2 separate regions of the Mus musculus genome follow, and region 2 is linked to region 1. A link is a contact called in public Hi-C data. All regions are on one chromosome and are shown on one strand. Each heading gives the region's core, a stretch centred on a gene start, on an enhancer-like site or on the middle of the called end of the contact. The rest is flanking DNA. Distances are from core to core; before and after follow the strand shown. Region 1 overlaps Anks1b (ankyrin repeat and sterile alpha motif domain containing 1B). Region 2 overlaps Anks1b (ankyrin repeat and sterile alpha motif domain containing 1B).

Region 1 (6,833 bases), core at 4,217-6,716:
ACCCTGACAAAACAAGGCCTCAAGAGACTATCTCTCATTTCTGGAACCAAATCTTATCTATACTAATCTGTGTTAATAAATAAAAGATATTATCTCAAATCTACTCCAAGTACTCATGACCATTTCTGCAGATATGTGATGTATAAACATTTCTACTTATTTTCGTACTTTTTCTATGGAATTTGTTTCATCTTTTACACTTTAACTATGATATTTAGTTTGATAGCAGAAAAAGAAACGTTTATTAAACTTTTATAGACCTAACTTCAGATAGGTTAGTTGTCTTTCATTTTATCTATATACATAGACTACAGAAGATAATCTTTAACACCTCTCTCTCTCTCTCTCTCTCCCTCTCTCTCTCTCTCTCTCTCTCTCTCATAAAGAACACAGTCAGCAGAAAGGTTTGCTAAACCGTCTGGCACACAGGCATGCTCTTCACAGATTTCAGCATCAGAGCTTGAATGCAAATTTAGATGCTGTTTTGAACTAATGTGTGCTGGAAGAAAGAGAATGAATTACATTTAATGCTATAGGTTTTTGCTTCAACAACCTGAGTGAAAACATAAAATGGCTGTAGGCATGAACAGTGAAAGTTAAGTGGTGCTGAGAACCAAAGCCACAGAAGATCACTACAGGCTCTAGTACTGTCACTATCAGACACAGACTTTTTTCCATGATTTATTTTTTTAAATTCACTTTACATTCTGATTGCACCCCTGTATCCTCTCAACACCCTGCCCTTACAAATCTGTCTCCCCATTGCTCCCTTCCCTTCTTCTCAGAGAAGGGGAAGCCCCTCCTTGGGTACCACCCCACTGTAAGGCATCCAGTCACAGCAGGGCTAGGTACATCCTCTAAGGCTGAGGCCCAACCAGGCAGTCCAGCTAGGGGAAGGAAATCCGATAGCAGGCCACCTTGAGTCAGAGACAGCACTGAAGACCACATCTGCTACAAATGTGCAGGGGGCCTAGGTCCAGCCCCTACATGATCTTTGGTTGGGTTCAATTTCTGTGAGCCCCCATGGGCCCAGGTTAGTCGACTCTGTAGGTCTTCGTGTGGCAGACATGGACTTTTTAAAACATGTTCTTTGTCCTGTTCATCCATCCCCAGGCATCTGTTCACTTTCCTCCATGTGAAGAAGTGATGAGTGTCTGCGATGACTCATGAGCTAATTATCCAGTCCGTGCCCATTGTCCAGGGATACTGAAATATCACTGTGTACCTTATAAATGTGTACAGTTATTACATGCCAAATTAAAATAGTTAAAAACTCTACCTAAACACATACACTAAAGCAATGTATACTTGCCACTTTCAAGTAAATAAAGACCAACCTTAAAAGATGTGGGGAGCAGAACAATATTAACAATATTAGAGATATTTAGTAATATCCCTAATATTGGATGTTTAGTAATAAATAACTACGAGACTTAGAATTTAAAAGTATAGTTGAAATTAGTAGTTTGTCAGAGCTCTAGGTACAGCTGAAGAAAGAAAAAATTATCTGGAAAATAAATATAAGAAGCTATTCTGAGTGCAATACAGAGACAGCATGAACAATAGCACATGGAAAATGAATTAGTAATACTAATAATGATAATGCTAAGCATTCTAGCTAATATAATTTCATTGGAGTCTAAAAGGCACCAGAAAAAGGGCAGAAGCAGTATTGGAAGCAATAAAGAAAGGAGAGAATGTTTGAACAGCCTTGCTCATGGCTATGGATACCAGCTATATACTCTTAGGACTTCAGGCTAGGACCTTAGTCATCTTTAATTTCTTTCTTTCTCTATACATATTCAATATATCACAGAACTATTTTTGAAATGAAAAATTATCTATTGGCAAAACTGATGTTTTAGACTACACTGGATAGATCCACAGGAAACTAGTTCCCCTGTGTGTGTGTCTCACACCCACTCTCAGCATCCCTCACTGGAATACAGGAAACTCCCATAGTTCCCCTGTATGTGTGTCTCACCCACTCTCAGCATCCCTCACTGTAATACAGGAAACTCCCATAGTTCCCCTGTGTGTGTGTCACCCACTCTCAGCATCCCTCACTGTAATACAGGAAACTCCCATAGTTCCCCTGTGTGTGTGTCTCACCTACTCTCAGCATCCCTCACTGTAATACAGGAAACTCCCATAGTTCCCCTGTGTGTGTGTCTCACCCACTCTCAGCATCCCTCACTGGAATGGAGCATTTGCAGTAAGAGATGAGCCTGCATTGCAGAGTTTACAGTTTAGTGTAGGGCTCACCTTTGGAGCTGCACATCTTTGATGTGGATGGATGTATAATGAGATGTATCCACCCACATTATGCCTACAGGATATACTTTCTCTGCTCTAAAAGTCCTCTGTGTTTTGCCTATTTGCCCATTCTTTTCACAGACCCTGGCAAGACTCTTTTATGTCTATCTTTATGATATAGCATGATGCTTGACACATAGGTGTCCCTGACCCATTTTTTTTAAGTATGGTTGAATGAATGGTAAGAATGAAAGCTGAAAGGAGAGAATCAAACAACTTGCTTTTATCCTGCTAAATAATGATTTTTTGATTTCAATGTTTATCTACTCAGAATATTGCTCCACTTATCCTGGGATGCCAGTAAGTTCACAGCATCTATTAAATTTAAGAAATGTGCTCTGGATCATACAGAGGTCCGAGGTCCCTGCACAAATATAGCAGAGGTCTTCCTGGTCAGTGGGAGAAGATGTGCTTAAACCTCAAGAGACTTGAGGCCCCAGGGAAGGGGGAGGTATGGGGGGAAGCACCCTCTCAGAGGTGATGGGGAGGGGGACTGGGATGAGGAACTATGGAAAGGGGGACTGAGAGGGGGCAGCTACTGGAATGTAAATAAATAAAAGAGAAGAGAAGAAAAGAAATGTACCCTGGAAAATTCAAGGTTTTTTGTGTGTTTTTTTTTTTTGTTTTTTGTTTTTTTTTTTTAATGAATGACCATTTTATCTAAAGGTGCCTCATTTGAATTTTTTGTCTCATTATTCCCCAGTGAGACTATAGTGTGTGTGTGTGTGTGAGAGAGAGAGAGAGAGAGAGAGAGAGACAGAGAGACAGAGAGACAGAGACAGAGAGGGAGAGACAGAGAGAGATATTGTTGTGCGTGTGCTTATACAGATGTGTGCTAGTGATATATGCTCATATGCACACATACATGCATGTTAAGACCAGAGATTCTCTTCCAGTTTCCTCCTTAATCACTTTCCTCTTTCCTTTTGAAACATGGTCTCTTACTGAACCTGAATCTCTTTTATTTGGCTAAGCTGGTTGGTGAGTGATCTGCAGGAACCCCTTTTTCCCCCCAGGGCAGGGATTACAGATGCATGCCATTACCCCAGCTGTTACACAGATGTTAGGGATCTGAGATCAATCCTCATGCAAAAGCAGCAAGCACTTTACTGACTAAACCACCTCCTAAGGCTCTGAAATATAATTTTATCTGATGGACACAGTTTTAGGGGGGATTAATATCCTTTCTTTTTATGAACAAAGTGCCTTCATAAATTATTTCTTTTTACTTGGGATTGTAAGCAATGATCATAGAACAGAGAAACATGTTTATCTATAGTAAATACAGTCTTAGTCTAAGTTGTATCAGTTTATATGTATGGGACATAAAATTATTGGGACAGAACTGAAAGCATAACAGAAGTGAACATCTTGAGGATTCACATTTGCAGTGATTTTCATTCAAAGCTATGAAAGATTGTGGTTTATTATTAAGCAGATAAACTTCCTGTTGTGCTAACCAATATTATATTATTTTCTATCCATTTCAAAGAGTTTCACATATTTCTAAACTGTTCCTTGGATATTATTTTATTTGGGTTTACATTAAAAAGGGAAATGTAGAATTCCAAGTTATTCTTTTAAAAGTTTTTATTCTCCTCTCCCCCTCCCCCCCCCCAAAGCAGAAAACAGAAGGGAAGTTCATTTAGATCCTGAAATTTCATTCATTTTAATTTTGAACATAGTGGTTTATATGATTGCCTTCTAGGGATAATAGTGTTTGTTTATGTCCTATACAAATGTCAGGTTTGATTTTTAATTAAAAGTTCTGTGATCTAGGGCTATCTGGGCAAAGTTATCTTAGGGGCTTGAGTTTGGATTTTAGGAATCAAGTAGATATGAAATTCCTACATAATAAAAATGGGCTTTCAATAGAAAGATTGGAACTTGTTGGCCAGTTTCATCATTTCAAAACTATTAATTTTCAAATAAGGAGATGGCCTTTCATATAGTGATGATGGTGGTATTAGGGGCTGTGGAGGATGATGTCATTATAATAAACTGAATATTGCTCATTCATTCAGGAATTACACTACAAGCATTAATATTCACCATCTTGAAGGAAAACAGAACAATCAGTATTTTTAAATAAAAAATACACCACTGAGCATAGTCTTAATTATGATATTATAATTGATATCAGCTTTAAGTTGAAATATCATCTCATGTTCATGAAAATAATTTCAAGTCTTGAGGGGTAAACTGACTGATTAAGTTCATGGCAGTTCTATTTTTGTTCACAGATAATGCCTCTGAGGTAGCAATTACTGCTCCAGGAACTAGTCACCATAGAAACAGCTCTACAGGCCCAACACCTGACTGCTCACCTCCATCCCCAGATACTGCCCTAAAAAATATCGTAAAAGTTATCCGACCTCAGGTAAGTAAGTACCCAGGAGGACATTGCCTGCTCTGTAACGCTTGGTTGCTTGGTTCTGAACTAATACGTGTAAAACACTGTACTTCAATGCTGGGGCTATTATGTAATATAGAATAGATTTTTTTACATTAAGAGAAAGAGATTCCAAATAGGCTGTTTGCTTCCTATGAAGTTCATAATAGACACTGCACTCTCTATTAGCTCTTGGAAAATGAACTTTTATATTATGAGAGGGATTCAATGAAGCCTGGAAAAATGGCTGTTTCACATTTTCCTCTGAGCATTTATGAGGCTGTGGTTGTTGATCTGCTACTGTGTTCTGAAGCTTTCTGTGGGCACACTGTTTGTGCTGGTTTTTCTATCCCCAACCCCAGTGAGCTGATGCAGTTGCTCTCCATTGCCCCACCCCTGTGTTGGGTACCACACTACCCAGTCTCTGTATTGTCCTCCGGGGTTCACGGTCTTGGTAATCTGCCTTTACCTTTTGTTCTTTTTCCCATTCCTGTCACTTGCCTGAATGTTTTCCCCCCTCATCCCCCTTCTCTTTCTGTCGGATTTCCCAGTAGGCGGTTTGCAGGCAAGCTTTAGAAATATCATTGGGACAAGCTGTTCTGTGATATTTCATTGAAAATAGCACTTATAAAGCTGTTTGCATTATATTTTTGCCAACAGATGGACCTAGAACATGGAATTGGTGGTGTTCTCAACCTGGCTCTTTCTGAATGGGCTTCATAAAATCCAAGAGAGGGGGTACTTAGGATCCAATCAATGCCTTTCTGCATTGCTGAGACACAGAACACGAATAGACCCAGAAGCCAGGCTGCAGTGCAGTCATATCTATGACTATGCAAGCAACAATTGCTTTAATAAATAGCATTCTTTCTTATAACTTGCTTTAGATTATTTTATGACAGTCTCATTCTCAATAGCATTTCAACTCCATATCCCAGTGTAGTTTGTAGAAGGCTTTTGTATAAATGATTTCATTTAAACATCATTGATTCCCAGGGAAGTTGTAGGCTGAAGTTGAAACATACTGGGGTTCTAATGGGTTGAAACTGGCTACCTTCTAGGGAGCTCCTTTGCTTTCTTTTACTATAACAGCTATTTCATCCAGTCCTATTCAGTGATTAAAATCTCCTCAGGAGACTGTGTGAGTCATCTTTTTGACAACCTAATGTACACATGTAGCGTTGTTTAGGCACAGGTTACGTTATAATACCTCAGTCTGCAGAGTAAGAAAATGTTTTCAAGCATCCCACCTCAGTCTACTTGGTCGAAGCAAGAAACACCAAACCCGGATTCCAATGGTGGGTGCCACACTTGTGCTCACTGCTTCTCAGTCTCTATCCAAGGGCTTTGGTATGGCTATGTACTTAACACAATTCCAGCACTTACATTAAAACCATTTGTTCTTATGCACATATCTAAGATGCTGTTCAACATATGTTATTAAAATACATTATTAAATATTCGTTATTTTTAATCATGATATAAACCATCTAATTTAAATTTTCTTAGTCATTCCTGAATGAAAAACAGATTCTTGAGAGATACTGGGTAAGGATTCCCCACCAAACGAGAGGAAGAATTAGTCTTCCCCAGGGATTAGACCCCTAGTCAGTTATCCAGCACCAAGTGATCCACCCTGAAATGATTTACATGCAAGCAACAAGATGTGAAAGCAGCACATTGCATACAGATACAAACACACACACACACATATGGTGTGTTACAACAATAATTATTCAAAAATAGGAGATAGATTTCAGGGGGCTTAACAGAGATTATGGGAGGGTTGGAGGGACAAAGGAAAAAATGCTATAATTATCTTTTAGCGAAAATTAAACAAAATCCAAAACTTTTATCAGGCATGGGTGGTACACACCTTTAATCCCAGTACTTGAGAGGCAGAAGGATCTGAGGTCATGGATAGCCTAGTGAATTTCAGACCAGCATGAACTACACAGTAAAACCTTGTTTCAAAAAAATAAAAAGTAATCTCTACTTATTAGTTCAGGATGGGATATTTGAAAACTTTTAAGAAAACTAGAGCTAGCAGAAATTGTACCTTGAGTCTACTCCTGTTCTGTTCCCCTTATGATTCCTGGGGCTCATTAGTCCTCAGTCATTGTAG
Region 2 (6,779 bases), core at 1,103-3,602, 390 kb after region 1:
AACTATTTCCAGAGGTTGAGATGGAAAGTAGGGGAATTAGAATCGGGAGCTGCAGGGAGATGTAGTAAGCAGAGGTACCTACCAAGCCTTTCTGATACAAAGTACAGAAGCAATTGTCTGTAGGAGCATGTAACCATTCAACTCCTCTCTACCTTAGAAACAATGATGCTACCGACAGGCACCGTGGTCCAAGGCTGGAAAAAAAAGACACTGTGAGGCCAGCACCGATCTCTGTGCCCTGCAACTTGTGGGAGGCCATCTTTGCTAGCAGAAGCTCTTTGTTTTTACAACCAGATATTAGAGCAGTCAGCCTGGGGCTCGGAGCACAGGAGCTGCCCTTTCTCCTCCACCGCACACTGGGCAGCTCGTCCTCAGCTATTGACCTGCTATTTGTAGAGCCCCTTGACTCCATCATTAAGACGATATCTTGAGCAGATAGAAGCGAATGACTGTTAACCCTGAGGGAAAACAAGGCTGGACTTCACACACAGTGATTGACAACTTGTCCACAGCAGGAGTGTGAAATATTTCATCCTGTTCCAGCTGGCTGGCTTCCCAAACTATTCTCTCACGTGGATCTGAGAGCCAGGTACAGTGAGGGAAGAGGGTGGGGAGACCCCAGGGTCACTCGGCCTGATTTTTCAAACTCAAAACGTTCAAACATAACTTCCTTCAGTTGAATTTAAAATTTATTGCCCCAGAAAAGCTATTTATTTACCAAGACCATTTAGGGCTAGCAAGATGGCTCAGCAGATAAAGGCGCCTGTCCCTAAATTTGAGAAGTTCAATTCTCAGTTGCCAGTGTGGAAGGAGAGGACCGATCAGCAAAGCCAGTCTCCTCTAACTTCACATATGTGCTCTGGCACTACACACACACACAAACACACACATACACACACACACACACACACACACACACACGGCATGGGGGAGGCACATGCATGCACAATAATTTTTTTTTTATTCTATTTTATTTTAAGTCCACTCATTTCCCAATCTTCTACCTCTGTTCCACAGTGAGGAGCGTATTTAGATGTATTGGCCTGCATTCACTCACCACTCAGTGAATTAGCTCAGTCTGACCCAGGCTGGAGACAATTGATGGATGTGAGTTTCCAAGCAATCCAGTCGCCGAGAGCCCGTAAAGGGACGGTAGGGCCCTTCAGATGTAATGAAATAAGCAGGATCTAGTGTTTGCATGGTCATCTTAAAGACAAAAACTGCAGTTGGCTCCACTGGGCTTCATGGATTCCAAAGGGTGTCTATTCTAAGTTGTGCTGGCTGTGATTTTACATAGCCCCGAGAAGGACAAATAAGTCCATTCAGCACACACACACCTCCCAGCAGCCATTGCTGTTTCTCCCACTTAAAGATCCTTGTGGATTTTTTTTCTGCTTTTCTTAAGGTCTTTGGCATCTATATCATGTCATTTTTTTTCATGCACGGTAGGAACAGAGCATTCATTATATGCTGCCTATTACTATGAATCTCTTCATTCTGCCTCAATGCATTAGGGTTCCCTGCTTTTAAAAAGAAAAAAAATATATATGTCTGGAACAGCAATCTCTTGATGATACTTTGTGAGCATCAACTGAGCCTCATGGGGTCTTGTACATTTTGTGGTTTGCTTGCTTGGGGGGAAGGGGTTGTTTGTTTTTTGAGTTAGGATCGCATGTCGCCTAGACTGGCTTTGAACTTCCTGTGTAGCTGAGAGTAGCCTTGAACTCCTTATCGTCCTGATTCTAGATCTCAAGGTAGGGATCGAAAGCATGATCCACACCTGGCTTAAATACAGCTTCCATGTCAGTTATACCCAACCCATGAGAGCTAGAACTGAGTATATGTGTACAAACTACATAGGCAGGCCACAAGCAATCACGAGGCAGCGCTGATACGACACCTTAGCTTTTCTTAAGGAAAAGCATATGCTTTATAATCAGTAAAATACCATATAAGCAAAGCACCGTGAGAGGGAACAAATGGAGAGTCTCATCAGGGGTTAATGTCTTCCTTCTATTACAAAAAGAAAATCCTCCCCGCCTTTGTTCCCATTGATCAGGATGATATTGTGTCGCATACAGCAAGAGAGACCTCAGATTCTGTCGGGATGCAGCATCAAAAGTGAAGTCTCTCCAGATATCTGACTTTTGCCGTCACAGTCATTTGTCGGGTGCTGGCAATTGCGAGTTATGCTGCTGGGGTCCCTTATCCATCTCCCACTTTAAAAATCACTATGCACCTAGCAAAACTATGAAAAAACCCCTGTGGGGACGGATGTGTGGGCCTGCGTGATTGGAATATTCCGAGGATGTCGACACAGAGAGTCATTGGAGCTGAAAGAATCAAAGAGCCTCTGTCTGAAATGACAGGCTGCCTATGCCAGGATGCATCCCGAGCAGCTCAGCCAGGCGAACCGTGGTCCCTTTGACATGGGAATGGAAAATCCTGAAAACCCTGAGGAAGCTCAGGCACTGGCGACTTGCTTACCATCGGCCCTTGTTGTCTCTTCTGCTTCTTCCTGACATGTTCTTGCTGATTCTGGGCTGTATATCCTCTGATTAGGCAAACTCCAAACATGGCCTGTGATGGTTTAAATGAGAATGGTCCCCACAGGTACCTTTGTTTAAGAGCTTGGTCCCCAGTTGGTGGAACAGTTTCAAAAGGATTAAGAGGTATGGCCTTGTTGGAGAAGGTGTGTCACTGGGCATAGGGCTTGGAGTTTCAAAAGCTCTCTGTCTCTCTGTCTCTGTCTCTCTGTCTCTCTGTCTCTGTCTCTCTGTCTCTCTGTCTCTCTGTCTCTCTGTCTCTCTCTCTCTCTGTCTCTCTCTCTCTCTCTCTCTCTCTCTTTCTCTCTCTCCCCCCTTCTCTCTGCCTCCTGCTTGTTGGTCAGATGTAAGCTCTTGGCTACTGCTTCAGCACTAATCCTGCTTGCCTGCCTTCTTTCTGCTTTGCTCCCCACCATGACTGTTAATGGCTCGCCCTGTAAGCAAGCCTTCAAGGAAATGCTTTCTTTTATGAGTTTCCTTGACCACAGTTTCTCTTCACAGCAATAGAAGAGTCAGACATGCCCTTTCCTTAGGGCCATTAAACTCGCTGTCCCACTGACAGGGTCACTCCATGTACAACTTAACTCTTCTCCTTCTACATTATTTCAGCTCGGCTGTCATGAGCCTTGGACCATGGTTTCCTTGTCATGCAGACTAATTAATGTCTCTGCATACTTCATGTTACCCTGGCGAGTATTTGCTTCTAGAGCCCCGAGTCTCCTTGTTTGCCTCTGTTTGCTAATGGTGTGCTCACCTTTGTACCCGCCACACCTGGGATGCATTTGTCCATCTTAAGTCATCTATGTCATACTTAACATGGAAAATAAAGAATAGGATATAACAAAATGGTTACTTTAAAATATTAAACCTAGCTGGTATCTCCTAAAACACCCTTAAATTCTGACCCAACACAAAACTTAAGTTGCTTTAAAAGCTACTTAATGTAATCTCATATAATACTGGCTAAAAGCATTCAAAGTTCACAAGACCAGTGATGTAAAAATAAGACAATTAGAATGATTTTTCTAGGATGTGAAGAAAAATAATATGTAATTATAAGAATGACTCCCTAAGATATATCTGCCTAGAACCTGTAGCTATGACCTTAGTAATTGTCTTAGTTAAGGTTTTACTGTTGTGAACAGGCACCATGACCAAGGCAACTCTTATAAGGGCGACATTTAATTGGGGCAGGCTTACAGGTTCAGAGGTTCAGTCCATTATCATCAAGGTGGGAGCATGGCAGCATCCAGGCAGGCATCGTGCAGGAGGAGCTGAGAGTTATTCATCTTTATCCAAAGGCTGCTAGGAGAATATTGACTTCGAGGCAGCTAGGGTAAGGGTCTTAAGCCCACACCCGCAGTGGCACATCTACTCCAACAAGGCCACACCTCCTAACAGTGCCAGTTCCTGGGTCAAGCATATACAAACCATCACAGTAGTCAAAAAAAAAAAGGTCTTTGTAAACGTAATTAGGTTACAGACTCAGGAGAAAATTCACCTGCATTATTTAGACCATCAGTCCTCAATCTGTGGACCTCGACCCCTTAGAGAGTACATATCAGATATTTATATGTAGTAGTGATGAAACAGTTGTATGGCTGGGGTCACCACAACACGAGGAGCTGTATTAAAGGGTTGCAGCATTAGGGAGGTTGAGAGTTCTCCTAGATAGACTTGAAATCCCACTTGTGTCTATAAACGAAGCAAGAACACAGACTAGTGAGATGCTGAACGTGGGAAGAGGTAGACTGGAGTAGTCTTGCCATGGATACTGGAGTAACCCAGGGCTGAAAGAGGCAAGGAAGGACTCTCCCCTAGAGCCTTCTGAGGGGCACAGCCCTCCTGACACCTTAACTCCTGACTTCTCACAATCAGTATTATATGAGATTAAGCTCCTCACCCCCACCTTTTTTTTTTTTTAGTTTGATAGATTATACAGCAACCTATGGGAGCCATACAGTGATATTCTAGAATCAGTATCTACGGAACCAGTTTTAATGTTATGGTCTCATGGTTGTTAAAGGAATCCCAACTTGGATACCGTATATTAAATGAAAGTAGTCCTCAGTCAGCCATAAGCCTCAGTCAGGTCATAAGCTTCCATGACCTCTATGGAGGATTGGAAGGACCATCGCCCTCCACCTGGAGGGAACGACAATAGTTCACGCTTAAAGGATGCAGAAGCAGGCAGATGTGATGCAAAGAGACAACTGCTGAGGATTACCCTGGGGAGGATGGGAACTGTTTCATTAGAACAGTGTTGTTGTTTACAGAACCAAACCCTGACCAGTTGGCATGAGTGGTGTTGGGCAACAAGAAGTTGAGAAGTGCTTCGTATCGGCCAGCAAGATGGCTCAGCTGGTAAAGGTGCTTGCCCTGGAGACCTGAGGCTTATCTTGCAGATCCCATGGTGGAAAAAGAGAACCAACTCTCTCAAAAGTTATCTTCTGATTTACACACACACAGTGTAGCATGTGCAGACACACATACAAATAATAATAATAATAGTTATAATGATAATAAATGTTAATTTTAAGAGAGGAAGTAGATACTTGTTAATGGTTAGAGCCTCACCCTCGCGTGTGTTAGGCAAGTACCCTGCCATTAAGCTTCCTTCAAACCCAGGCCTCTCTGTCTTTGCTTCACTCTCTGTTGCATCATGGTGCCTTGTCTTTGCACCGTAAGCCTTTTGACGACAAGGTATCTTCAGCAGCTTCAGCAGTCACAGGTAGAGGAAGAGGTGGGGGGGTCAACAGCCAGAGGAAATCCAAACCTTTTCATCATGACTTCCAGGAACACCTCTTTGACCATATGTCACCCACTGTCTAACTTCAAGAAGATGGGAGAATGGATCTGAGCCTTCCCCAACCTCTCCAGGGACAAGCAGGCAGCAGAGGGGATGTTGGAATGGATCTTGTGGTGGGCAATTGATTGTATCAGCCCTCTGAAAGCAGTGCCCAGACGACAGTATATCCTCTGGCAAGATCTTATACTGTTGTCAATAATATTGAGTGAGAAGATCCTTACACTCTCAATTCCTAGGCACGCTATGTAAAGCTAAGAAGAAAACAGATTTCTTCAATCTCATGTCTTCAAAGTATAGAACAGTTTCAAAAATTTTTACTGATAACCTCATCAATCTTTTAATTATCCAATTCTTTTATCCATAGCATATTTCTGGCTATTTCAGGTTAAGGGTGCCAGGAAAACAGCCAGTCATGAGGTTATTTTTAAGGGTCAAAATATAAATGAAAACAAAAGAGAATTCAGTGTGTGGTGGGTTTTATTCTCTCTTGGGCCCTTCTCACCTGCAGATGGAGGAACAGGGAAGAGGGATCAGAAAGAGAGGAGTCAGGTGTGCGTCTTGCTTACATCATGGAATGACCTTTCCTTGTGTGAGTAAATCAGTGGGTGGCAGTTGAGGTCCCAGTCCACCCCATTTAGGGGCCATTTGCCACCGGCCTTCCTTGTGCTAGGCTCTGCCCCAATTGCTGGGGAATGATCAGTAAGTAGACTTAGATCTCTCTGTTGAAGAGCTCACAGTCTAGTGGGAATGAGAACAGCATGGTGTGATGCTAGTCATGTTCGAGAGTCTCATAGGGACACTCTGACAGGGACCTTAAAGTAAGCCTTTCAGAAAGAATGTAAAACCTAGAGGCTTCCGGGAAGCAGACCCAAACAGTGTTGTCTGGAGATGACGATATAGTGAGCTTTTGTACTACAGTGCCTATTGGTGCCTGTGTAAGACCTACACAAGATCAAGTGAGTTAGCATAGAAAGTGGAGGAGCACATGACCCCACCCTAGCTGGGGAGCTGTGGCTTTGGGGAGGAGGAGGGCCTTGTTTTTCTAAGGGTGTGAATCCCTGGTTAAGTCAACAACACTCTAATATGTGGACCCAAGACTGAATATATGGGGAGCACAAATTGGAATCAGTGAGCTAAAAAAAAAAAAAAAAATTTAAAACAAAAAGTTGGGAGAGGGTGGGGCTGGAGGCTGTGGGGTGGGGGGTAAATCTGGAAGTAGTTCGGAGAAGAAGAAGCAAGAGACAAATTGTAAAAATACATAGCTGCATTATGAAATTCTCAAAACACTAATGAAGCTATTATAACTAATGAATATAACATAATTTTTGAGTGAGACTTGGTGGGTTGGTCGTGGTGACACATGCCTTTAACTCCAGCAGTGGATAGGCAGAAGCTGGCACACCTCTGTGTGGTTAAACATAGCC

What was found. A called contact is a pair of places that touch in the nucleus more often than the background predicts.
Region 2: a Hi-C map of cerebral cortex shows a contact between it and region 1, with 4 times the contacts expected there. The contact joins two enhancer-like sites. A contact is called at or near these places in 2 of 484 Hi-C or Micro-C datasets (cerebral cortex and nephron progenitors) and 2 of 115 datasets of contacts at active chromatin or transcription factors (VIP interneurons and neural progenitor cells).

What each region holds. Positions count from the first base shown.
Region 1 is chr10:90,303,010-90,309,842 of GRCm38.p6, forward strand. It overlaps Anks1b (ankyrin repeat and sterile alpha motif domain containing 1B), which reads left to right. Exons shown (of 27, transcript NM_001359241.1): 11 at 4,560-4,696. Among named protein-coding and RNA genes, the nearest start is that of Anks1b, 430 kb to the left of the region's middle. Within about 2 kb of position 5,467, at least 15 of the 459 cell types and tissues checked have an H3K27ac peak or open chromatin away from gene starts, as enhancers often do. A contact at or near this core is called in VIP interneurons and cerebral cortex, where this site is marked.
Region 2 is chr10:90,697,094-90,703,872 of GRCm38.p6, forward strand. The region is part of intron 17 of Anks1b (ankyrin repeat and sterile alpha motif domain containing 1B); the gene reads left to right. Among named protein-coding and RNA genes, the nearest start is that of Apaf1, 380 kb to the right of the region's middle. Within about 2 kb of position 2,353, at least 26 of the 459 cell types and tissues checked have an H3K27ac peak or open chromatin away from gene starts, as enhancers often do. A contact at or near this core is called in VIP interneurons and cerebral cortex, where this site is marked.